2 separate regions of the Bombyx mori genome follow, and region 2 is linked to region 1. The links are chromatin contacts, called in public Hi-C maps. All regions are on one chromosome and are shown on one strand. Each heading gives the region's core, a stretch centred on a gene start, on an enhancer-like site or on the middle of the called end of the contact. The rest is flanking DNA. Distances are from core to core; before and after follow the strand shown.

Region 1 (5,455 bases), core at 1,263-3,762:
TGGGGCAGCCGTTGTAATATATGGTGCATTTAGGTTATAGATGTCTATGAGCTCCAGTAACCACTTAACACCAGGTGGGCTGTGAGCTCGTCCACCCATCTAAGCAATAAAAAAAAAAAAAAAAAAAGACGTGGGTTTGCTAAATTCAAACACGAAACCAGGTCTCTTTCCAGTAGAATTTTTGTAACAATTTGATCGCGTATTTTAACTTCAACTTTCATTCACGGTAAACAGCGGCTTGGCTCTGCCCCTGGAATTGTTGAGGTCCATGGGCGACGGTAACCACTCACCATTAGGTGGCAATAAAAATAAATAAATAAAGACTTGGATTAGCCGTATTACAAATAAAAACAACTCCTTAAATTTATCTCACGTAATAAATACGAGCAGCGAACGGATATTGTTTGTTATGACAAACAATAAGTGTTCTTTATTTAATTGATTGATGTCACTTCTGTCGTAAACGTGCATGCACTGCAGATAATGTGCTATGAGCGCATTCACGTTCCAACATCCCATTAAATAAGAAACTGAATAATTTTATCACAAAAGTGCCACTTCGTTTGAAGAAGGTCTTTATTTGTCGACAAGAAAGAAAGCTTTTTGCGTTCTTTCATTCCTTTAGTATTATATGGTTTTGGGTGTAATGTGTTCATTTCGCGACAGCACAATTTTTTTTATTTTTTATTCTTGTTTCCCCTTCAGGCAGACGAGAATACGGCCCACCTGATGGTGAGTGGTTACCGTCGCTTATGAACGTCAGCAATGCCAGGGGCAGAGCCAAGCCGCTGCCTACCGTTTAATACTCTCCACAAGCCTCGTTTGAAGAAGGACATGTCATAGCGCTCGGGAAACATTAAATTGTTAAATTGTCTAATGAAAAAGTAGGTATTTTGATTATGTGCTTAAACAGAGAGTATTGGAACAGTACCCTAAAATGAAGAAGACACAAAGTTTTGAATACAGATTTAACAATAAAATACAGGTTCGAAAGTTTATATTTGTTTATATTACCTCATAGCGCAATGTAACACAATTTTCACAAAAACTGAAACGTGGGGTCAACGAACTCAGTGACACGGGGATGTCAGCTGCGTTCGCATTAGCGGACTCACCAAATAAGCGAAAGCTTGTACCGAAAGCTAAAAGTATACAAATATTCGTACAAGTATGTTATTCGGTGTAGGCCTGGTGGTCGATCCGGTTTTACTTTACTTCCAGTATACAATGTAGTATTAGTAAATTATACATAAAAGTGAATTAGGGGCGCTGACACAGACGTAGATATTATCTATCAATGTACTCTGATTAAAATTGATAACAACAATAGGAGAGCTTTTACGAAAAACATAAAACAGTTCAAGGACGGAGACTAGAGTTGGAGCTGTGATATTGAAAACGCTTTTCAGAAGAATTATTAAAACACGAAAACGGTGAAAAAGCTACGGTGCATATCGGGAGCTAAAAGACCAAATATGGTACAAGATACAAGCTACAAGACATCAGAGGATTCATCAAAGTTATCCATTGTAGAGAAGATCATCAACTAAGTTTCAGATATGACGATTAGGCTTCCAGTTATTAGAGGGAGGGTGTGTGCGATATAGAAACTGCGAAGAGAAAACTGCGAACTTTACTGGTGGTAGGACCTCTTGTGAGTCTGCACGGGTAGGTACCACCACCCCGCCTATTTCTACCGTGAAGCAGCAATGCGTTTAGGTTTGAAGAGTAGGGTAGCCGTTGTAACAATACTGAGACCTTAGAACTTATATCTCAAGGTGGGTGGCGCATTTACGTTGTAGATGTCTATGGGCTCCAGTGACCACTTAACACCAGGTGGGCTGTAAGCTCGTCCACCCATCTAAGCAATAAAATAAAAAAAACTTTGAGGTTTCAGGTTGTAACGTCTATGGGTCTCGATAGCCGCTCCACACCAGACTCTGAGGTTGTTTACTTATCTAAGATAATTTTCACTAATTATGGAATATTCATTCTGTCTTCATAAGATTCAAATCACGATTGCTTTGCGACTGAAAGAGAGTAGACAGCACGATGGTACAAAATATCAATATCACAAAACATTACCACCATAGAAAACGCTGTGAATTATCAGACGTCATATTACATTTGCACATAAAATACAACCAACCAAATATTTAACAGTAATAAGAACATTACTTAAACATTCTCTATAATAATACCACCAGTATGGCTGATGGTAATAAATATTAATCCGCCTCCACTATGTTCTATTGAACACTGACTGTCCCAATGAAGTTATCGATTGATATGGAGTGACAGCTTCATTTGAATTCTTATCCTTTACGTCAGCTAACTGCATATGCAAAGGTTCAGAAATACTCGTGTCTGCAGACTTCGAAGGCTTTAATTAAGGCCTATGTGGAAACCAAGTCACATCATTATTCAAAACATTAACTGACTGGGCCGGTCCCACTAAAGCGCTTATTGTGCTTAATAGAGCTTAATGGTTGTCCGAGATACCGCGTCGAGATAAATAAATGTACAATAATTTGGTATTTAGCTACTAAGTTACGCTTATTTGTAAATAGTTTAGTTATATTGATCGGATTAGCTTTTATGAGCACTTAAATTATTTGAGTTTTACATTTTATATACCTACCGTCAGTTGATGGGTTTTTTTAATGCTCTTTTGACGTGATTGTATTTTTATCGAAAAGTCTTTACGCATTTGATATACTTTTTTCCAATTAAAAATAAAAAGCTTTTAAAATCTACGCATTATCGATTGAATGTTCGTTTTTTAAATTTGAATACTGCAACCTGTCCTATTAGGAAGGTTGATGACTTTAATGTCTAGCTTAGATTTTTTAAAACAGAGCAAGATAATTTAAACTATTTACTGCAATATGTATAAATAAGAATATGTATAAATGTAAACGTTGTCCATATAATAACACAGTTGCAAAGACAAAAACAATTGCTCTAAGTGTATTTGCCACACTCGATTTTTATATAGGTATGTAGTTGATTCTATTTGTTCATTCGCGTTTAAAGCTTACTAAAAAAAACACAACACGATATGTCTTCTTTATCTTCTAACTCTAAGTCGTGTTGACTTTATGTCACCACCGATTCGGAATGCAGTTCAACTAAAAAGGTTCAAATCGTGGCTGGTTCTTTTCTAAATAAATGAAAATCCCTAAGAAAAAATTATAAATTGGTTGCATATATACGACGTCAATCAGATCAAACCGATGCGAAGGGCGGAGCTTGCGTGTGTTCAGCTTCGTTTAAAAGTGTTCCATATATCGATGTTGCGACACCTCATTAAAGCGACGATCTCTTTAGCGATGCTGACGTGTCATTAGAACACCATTTATATGTAAATGTAGATTTTGTAATTCGTAATCAAATCAGAATTGTATCTTTCGTCTTTTAATTTTATCGTCAGTAATTTTTTTTTGAGAAGAAGGAAATTTTTGCTATTCAAGAAGTTGCTATGTGTATGTGCATTATTACTATAATTCTCATCTTGTATTTGTTATTTTAGTTATATGTTATTTGTTTTACACACACTCATCACTTTTAATTATTATTCTCATAATCCTCTCGCAGATCTGCTGGAAGAGATTTCTTAAAGAAATAAGCAGTGCCTTTGCACATAATTTTCCTATTACTCTGTACTATGTCTTCTTTTCTGTGTGTACATAAATAAATAAATAAGTTTTTTTTTATCAAGAATATGAAATTTCCCCCGCATGACCAACATTGATTTATATTCTAATTATTATTAAAGTGAGTGCGTAGGTAATTAAAATAATGAATAAATGGCAAATGATTTTATCGCAATTACGTATAGATTAACTCCCTTCCCAATTCAAACTATATGACTATTCTAGCGAAAACTGTTATTCTAAACTAGTCGAAAGTAATAAAACTCGAATATTTAACCGCAACATTAAACCGTAAAACTAGTTATAATAAGGATTAATTTTAGTTTAAAACGTAATAGCAGGTTTAATTTGGACTAGGACTCATAAAATCCGAAGTAAATACTAGTATTACCCCTAATTAATTTTAGATTGCAAACATACTTGACTACAACCAACTATCCGATTGACAGTCGTAAGTATTCTGAAGATTACACATGACTTAAACTAGTCGTTTATATACTAAAACAAACCAAATACATACAAAAACCAAATACATTTTACACGAAAGACTAACAAAGCATTGTTAACATTTTATGTGGCAGTGAAAATGACGTAACAATGTCATCTAATTTATACCGCGACCACAAACACACAACAAAGGAATCGAAATAATTTAGAATCACGATAAAATCCGTTATTAGACATTACACATCTGACTAGCTAGCAAGTCGTCGTGGCCTAAAGAATAAGACGTCCGGTGCATTCGTGTTGAAGCGATGCACCGGTGTTCGAATCCCGCAGGCGGGTACCAATTTTTCTAATGAAATACGTACTCAACAAATGTTTACGATTGACTTCCACGGTGAAGGAATAACATCGTGTAATAAAAACCAAACCCGCAAAATTATATATATATATTATATATATATATATATATATTATATTTATAATTTGCGTAATCACTGGTGGTAGGACCTCTTGTGAGTCCGCACGGGTAGGTATCACCACCCCGCCTATTTCCGCCGTGAAGCAGTAATGCGTTTCGGTTCGAAGGGTGGGGTAGCCGTTGTAACTATACTGAGACCTTAGAACTTATATCTCGAGGTGGGTGGCGCATTTACGTTGTAGATGTCTATGGGCTCCAGTAACCACTTAACACCAGGTGGGCTGTGAGCTCGTCCATCCATCTAAGCAATAAAAAATTAAATAAAAAAAATAGCTCAGACGCTTTACCTTATCTTAATTAAATTATTGTATAGGTTTTTTTTAAATATACGTTTCATTCATCCGCTGGCCATTTTTGGTAGGTACTAAAACAGATTTTTTCGCTCGATTATTTAAAAAAATATAGATTATATTTTTCTGACGAAAATACCAGTAGTGGCTTGTTTTTATACAAACACTTGTTTATAAGATCAATAGCAAATCAAAGGCCGTCTGGTGTAGTGGTAAGTGACATGGTCACTACACAAGGGGGTCGCGGGTCCGAATCCCGCCAAGGGAAAATATTTCTATGATAAATATAAATGTATTTTCCAGGGTTATGGATGTATATTAAATATGTGTATGTGTATAATAAAAATCTTACATTTATTTCCGTTATCTGGTACCTGTAACACAAGTTCTTTACGAACTTATCACGGGACCAGTTAACGTGGCGTGACTGTTATTAAATATTTATTTATATATAAAAAATGTGTGCGTGTACTAGTGTACACACGTAAGAAGTGAAACTTGTTTATGGCCTTATTTTTCGAAAAATGATCTACATGCAACTTTCTAGAAATTGGTTAAATAAAGTTAAATTAGATAAAGTTTAA
Region 2 (5,455 bases), core at 1,375-3,874, 33 kb before region 1:
CCTACTCATGCGGACTCACAAGAGGTCCTACCACCAGTATAAAAGCTCAAACCAAAAATTAAGACAGTATCAAGATTTTTTCTATTCTTCGTTCCTAGTTTAAAGATATATCTATTACACATACATTAATGTACACACAATGAATGTTCGACAGACAAAACCAAACTCTTTGAAATCAAAACTTTGAAAACTTTTTATGTTCGCTGTCTGGAAAATCGTAAGAGATCGTGATCGCTTCGCCGTTCACATGGTTAGCTCTACCCTTATTACGCAAAATACTCACGTGTGCGAATGAATGTATGTACGTTAACCATGATTTACAATTGGACTTTTCTGCGCGAATCGTAAGTATAATTCGTGTTTCAATTAAAGTATAACCACACAATCACTGAATACGCAAGTGTCAGTCAGTACACAGAGAATACAATCCGCAGTGTTTTATTAATTCCTGTGTGAAAAGCGTGCGGTCCACCTTTTTTTTAATTTTTTTTATTCCGTTGGTGGGGGGACGAGCTCACAGCCCACCTGTTATTAAGTGGTTGTAACGGAATCTTTGAACATGATCTTGACCCCTTCAAAACGTCGGATTAACTCGAAATTTGGTATACTTATTAAGGACCGATGACAATTCAATACTAAAAAAATATATTGAAAAAAACATTTAAAAAATGGAAATTAAACTAAAAAATGAAAAATAAATAATACTCTGAAAACACTAACAAAATACGCTTTTATAGAAAATCCAACTAAAAAATAGAAAATAAATTTTAATTAAAAATAGTGTAAGAAAAAATGATTTTATTGTAAAAAAGCGTGGGGTGTATGGTATCAGTAGTTATAAATATTTTTTGAACAGATATGAGTAGAAGGGTTATTTTGATAATATCCTGAAAAGCACGCCTTCTCTTTTTTAGTTGGGTTTTCTATAAAAGCGTTGTTAGTTTTTTTAAACTATTATTTTTTGTTAATGGAGTCTATGAATGTTGAGACACGATATTAGTCTTAGTTTCGCGGCCTATATAGACAGGATGATGGTACTTACTCATGTGGGCTCACAGCACACGCTACATGTAGTAAGTAATGCTACGTACTAACATTATTTTTCGTTCCAAATTTTTATATAACAGCTGCTTTAAAATGTCGCAGACGTGTCACATTCACATGAATATATTTCATAAGTGTCTGTACAATCATTTTATCCTGTCCCTTAAAGTCTAGTCATACTACACTAAAAATTGCGGTAATAGCCATACGCGGATGTTCAAAGCATACAAAATAACACAACAAACAGCGTTGAACTATAAAGCCTTACATGTGACTTACCATTTTAATGAAAGCCCATTCATTTTTACTAACAATCCTTTGTCAATGCGATAAGGTTCATTTTGTTTCGGTTTGATCTGATTTCAAGTTTGTTTTAAGGATCGAGGTTGGTTCTCACGACGTCACGATTAACACAGGTGTACATCCGCTATCTCGCGGTCTTCAGGATTCGAGCCCGTTAAACTGTTGTGATTGTGTTGCCGAAACAAGAGCGTGTTCCATTCATTTTTTAAAGTTTCAACTTATAGAAGTAGCATGTAGGTCTTGCTATACGAAATATAAAATATTATGACGTCACATTCATACTTTTACTCCTTTTTTTTTCAAGACTTAAAAAAAAACAGCTTGTCAACTAGAGAAGACAATTGTAAAGAAATTATTATTATTTTTCGGTATAAAAAAAACTGACTAGGTGTTTCCATAAATTTTTAACGATAACACTAAATCTCTTCAATAGATGCCAACGAAAAAAATCGGTTGACATGGAGAGAAAAAAATGGCATTTGGTGTATCGTCTTTTTAATTTTTATAAATTAAAATTTACTATTTTATTGATCACGCTAATTGAAAATCAATCGACAAATAGAATTGAATAGAATTGTGTTTAATTGTTCCGATTTTATCAATTAAAAATAGACATCATACTCACTAACATATCATATTATTTTGTGTTCGTCTCTGTTATGGAGGTATCGATTAAATTTGACAACACCATCTTCCGCAATCCTTAAACTGGGTTTTACATTGTTGCTGTTGGTGCGTATTCTGATGTCCATGTCTGCCGCGAGGTTACCGTACTTTCTGCTTAGGAGAGTGAGAAACCATTTATACAATTAAGTCTGAAGTTCGATGGCGGCTTCATATTTTAATCGTCTACGGGTTGGTTTTGTGTGCTTAGTGCGAGTTTTTTAACGTTCTCGATAGCGTTAAAGTTATCTCAAATTTAGTATGGAGTTGGAACGTATGCCTACGTTTGCTGTTAGGGTCGCTGTTTCAAACGCATACAAATTTGACTTAACTTTTACGCTATCGAGAACGTTAAAAAACTCTCACTAAGCACACTGGTAACCTCTCAACACCAGATATCTTAGACCGTGAGCTCGATCATCAAACAATGCAGTACAAAATCATAGGCACGTATCTATATTAGGCCTTTACCTAAGAAATTGGCGTTTAGTATTGTAAAACGGCAAATTCATTAGTAAAAAGACATATTATTTAAAATTTCGTTCCGTCCGCGAGAAGCCGTAATAGCGAATCATTCCAATCAGCGAATAGGTAGGGGAAAAATTGCTACAATTTCGTATCAAAATTGGAAGTTTTGACGGGAATTAAAGCGGGAACATAGATAATACACTTAATTGAGCGGGAAGGTTAGAACAGTTTTTAATTTTTAAAACGTAATACCCACAGATTACTAAATAAATATAATACTGTGATGTTTGTGGCAGCACTGTCGATTTTAGAGGTCGTTAGTCTCGGAGTCTACCTACATCGTTTGGTTGAGTCTGAGTCGCCGTCCCTGAGTTAACAATAAACATAGGACGAGACGATAAAGCTCTGACTCGTTCAACACAGGTGTTCTCCGGACGGAGGCTGTGCGGTCGCTTTATGTAATAATGTTAAGTCATTGTACATAGAACAAATAAAGCAACGAGTTTAGTTTACTAGGAATCTACTGAGGCTACTTAGTTTTTCTTGATTACTATTGTTTGTAAATGTCTCTTGTGATAATTGAAGTGATTCGTAGCTTCGTAGCGTAGGTCATTGGAAATGTTTATCTATTAATAAATGAAGTAAAAACTTTGTACCCCTTTTTACGAAAATAGCGCGGACGGAGGAGTATGAAATTTCCCTCACTTATAGAGAATATAGAGAAGAACTGCAGAATACTAATTTTTTTGGTCGGTCGGTCGGACTGACTGAATTATGGTCGGTCATTTGCAGTGATTTTAAATTTATTGGATATGGCTGAAATATGATGGCAGCGTTAACAAAGAAATCTAATTATTACCTACCTATCATAGATAAAGCAGACGTTAGTAAAGATAATTTTCATCAAGATATAATTTGTAAAAAACAAAAACAGAATGTTTAATTTCAAACCGTGGACACAGCAAAGTAACTTTATATTTCCAAACTATTATTTTATTTTTATTGTTTATATTTTTATATTCTTTATTAGAGCCATACATACATACAACCATACATATTAGGTTAAGTCGCTTTCCAAACTATTATAAAATTATAATAAATATAATGTTAGAAAATAGCCTTCAGTCACAAAGTTTATATTTAAGCGCCATCTAGGAGTACTGTAGTGAACTATTTCAAAAAATTATTTAATAAACAAGTTTGAACCCAAGGGAAAAGTAAATCGACCATTTTATATAGGTTATGTGAATGTGACTTAACACAAGATTCGTTTCTTCATAGCAAAATACTTAATAATAATAAATAAATCAGTCTGTTCATTAGACAAAGTGTTGTGGTTGTGTTAGTAAACGATATTGTAAATATTTATAATGTCTGAACCAATTGTACACGTTAATGAAGGTAAATTGAAAGGAAATGTGGCAACAACTGTTAAGGACGTCCAATATTATAGTTTCAAAGGAATTCCTTATGCGAAACCGCCGGTCGGCGAATTAAGGTTTGCTGTAAGTTAAATTTTATTTTGGATACCACGTGCGTATTTCAATAAGCGACTTAAAAATATATATAGTTTTTTTCATTTCAACGCATATGTGTTATCTACGATAAAATATTTATCAAAAACTAGTATACGATTATTAAAATTACAATAATGATATGTTGCAGTGTGATTAATTCTAAGCTTAACTTTATGAACTAAATTATTCTACAAGTAGTATAAAACAAAGACACAGTCTGTTTATATCTGTTTTTCCGCTCACTTTGACCAGACCTTGTTTATTCGTAGGACCAGACCATGTAACCGATTTTGACCGAGATTTTCACTAATAGAAGCGATAAACGAAGAAGGTACCTTGGATACCTTGGATAGGCATACCTTGGCCTATATAATTTGTTAATACTTTAGATAAAATGGTTGAACTATGACTGTGCTAAATAAAAAAACTGCTTCAATACACTTGCGTTGCTAACCTTGGCCCTTTGATTATATAATAGTGTATATAATCAAAGCCTTGGCCATATCATATGAGAAAGTGTAGCCCGCACGAGGGCGGAATATAGTATTGTATTAGATGACAATTAATTTCATCTGACATTGGTTGCCTTCGAGTATGCAGTTTCCGACGCTAAGCTAATTAAAGTAGCTAGGTACCTTCCGAGAATTTCTGTGTTAGATGTTTACATCAATCATGTATTTACTTACTCCGAATTGAATAAGTTATCTACGTGTGAACAATTGTCCATGCAATTCATTGAGACAATTAATATCGAAATTTAATAGATTAGTGATCAACCGAACTAATTTAAACTGCTTCCGCTCCTTAAATATACGTCTAATCTCCAAATGTAGACTTTAAAATTTTACATCATATGTGTAAAAAATAGTTAAAAACTAAACGATACAACTTACTAAAAACTACAAGATACTAATCGACTCTAATGTCCGTAAAGTAATGTATTAACAAATACGCCTTAAATCCCAGAGTATCTACGTTGGTACTTTTTTTTTTATTGCTTAGGTGGGTGGACGAGCTCACAGCCCACCTGGTGTTAAGTGGTTACTGGAGCCCATAGACATCTACGACGTAAATGCGCCACCCACCTTGAGATATAAGTTCTAAGGTCTCAGTATAGTTATGATGCTGATGGTAGATAAATTATTACAAACAAAAACCGAAAAAGCTTAGACACAAACCATAAGTTAGTTCCGCACATTTTACCTTCGAATTTAGATTAGCTAATAGAGTTTTTATTCGTTGACATGCTCAAAATAAAAAAAAAGTATTCATAATTTTTGTTTTAAACAGATACCACAACCACCAGAATCGTGGAAAGGGGTCAGAGATGCGACCAAAGATTGCAACATTTGCGCTCAGGTCGACAAATTAACAGGAAACGTAGTTGGAGACGAGGATTGCTTGTACCTCAATGTTTACACGCCCAAGCTTCCCACCTCCAGCTCTGAACTCTTACCCGT

Evidence for each region. A called contact is a pair of places that touch in the nucleus more often than the background predicts.
Region 2: a contact with region 1 is called in a Hi-C map of middle silk gland, with 1.7 times the contacts expected there. The contact joins the promoter of LOC101745496 here to the enhancer-like site in region 1. A contact is called at or near these places in 2 of 7 Hi-C or Micro-C datasets (middle silk gland and whole pupa).

The regions. Positions count from the first base shown.
Region 1 is chr11:14,987,463-14,992,917 of ASM3026992v2, reverse strand. No RefSeq gene overlaps it. Among protein-coding and RNA genes, the nearest start is that of TRNAT-UGU, 8.2 kb to the right of the region's middle. Within about 2 kb of position 2,512, at least 1 of the 8 cell types and tissues checked has open chromatin away from gene starts, as enhancers often do.
Region 2 is chr11:15,020,798-15,026,252 of ASM3026992v2, reverse strand. LOC101745496 (juvenile hormone esterase) reads left to right here and starts at 2,624. Exons shown (of 3, transcript XM_004932890.4): 1 at 2,624-3,983; 2 at 5,286-5,455. The coding sequence starts at 3,849.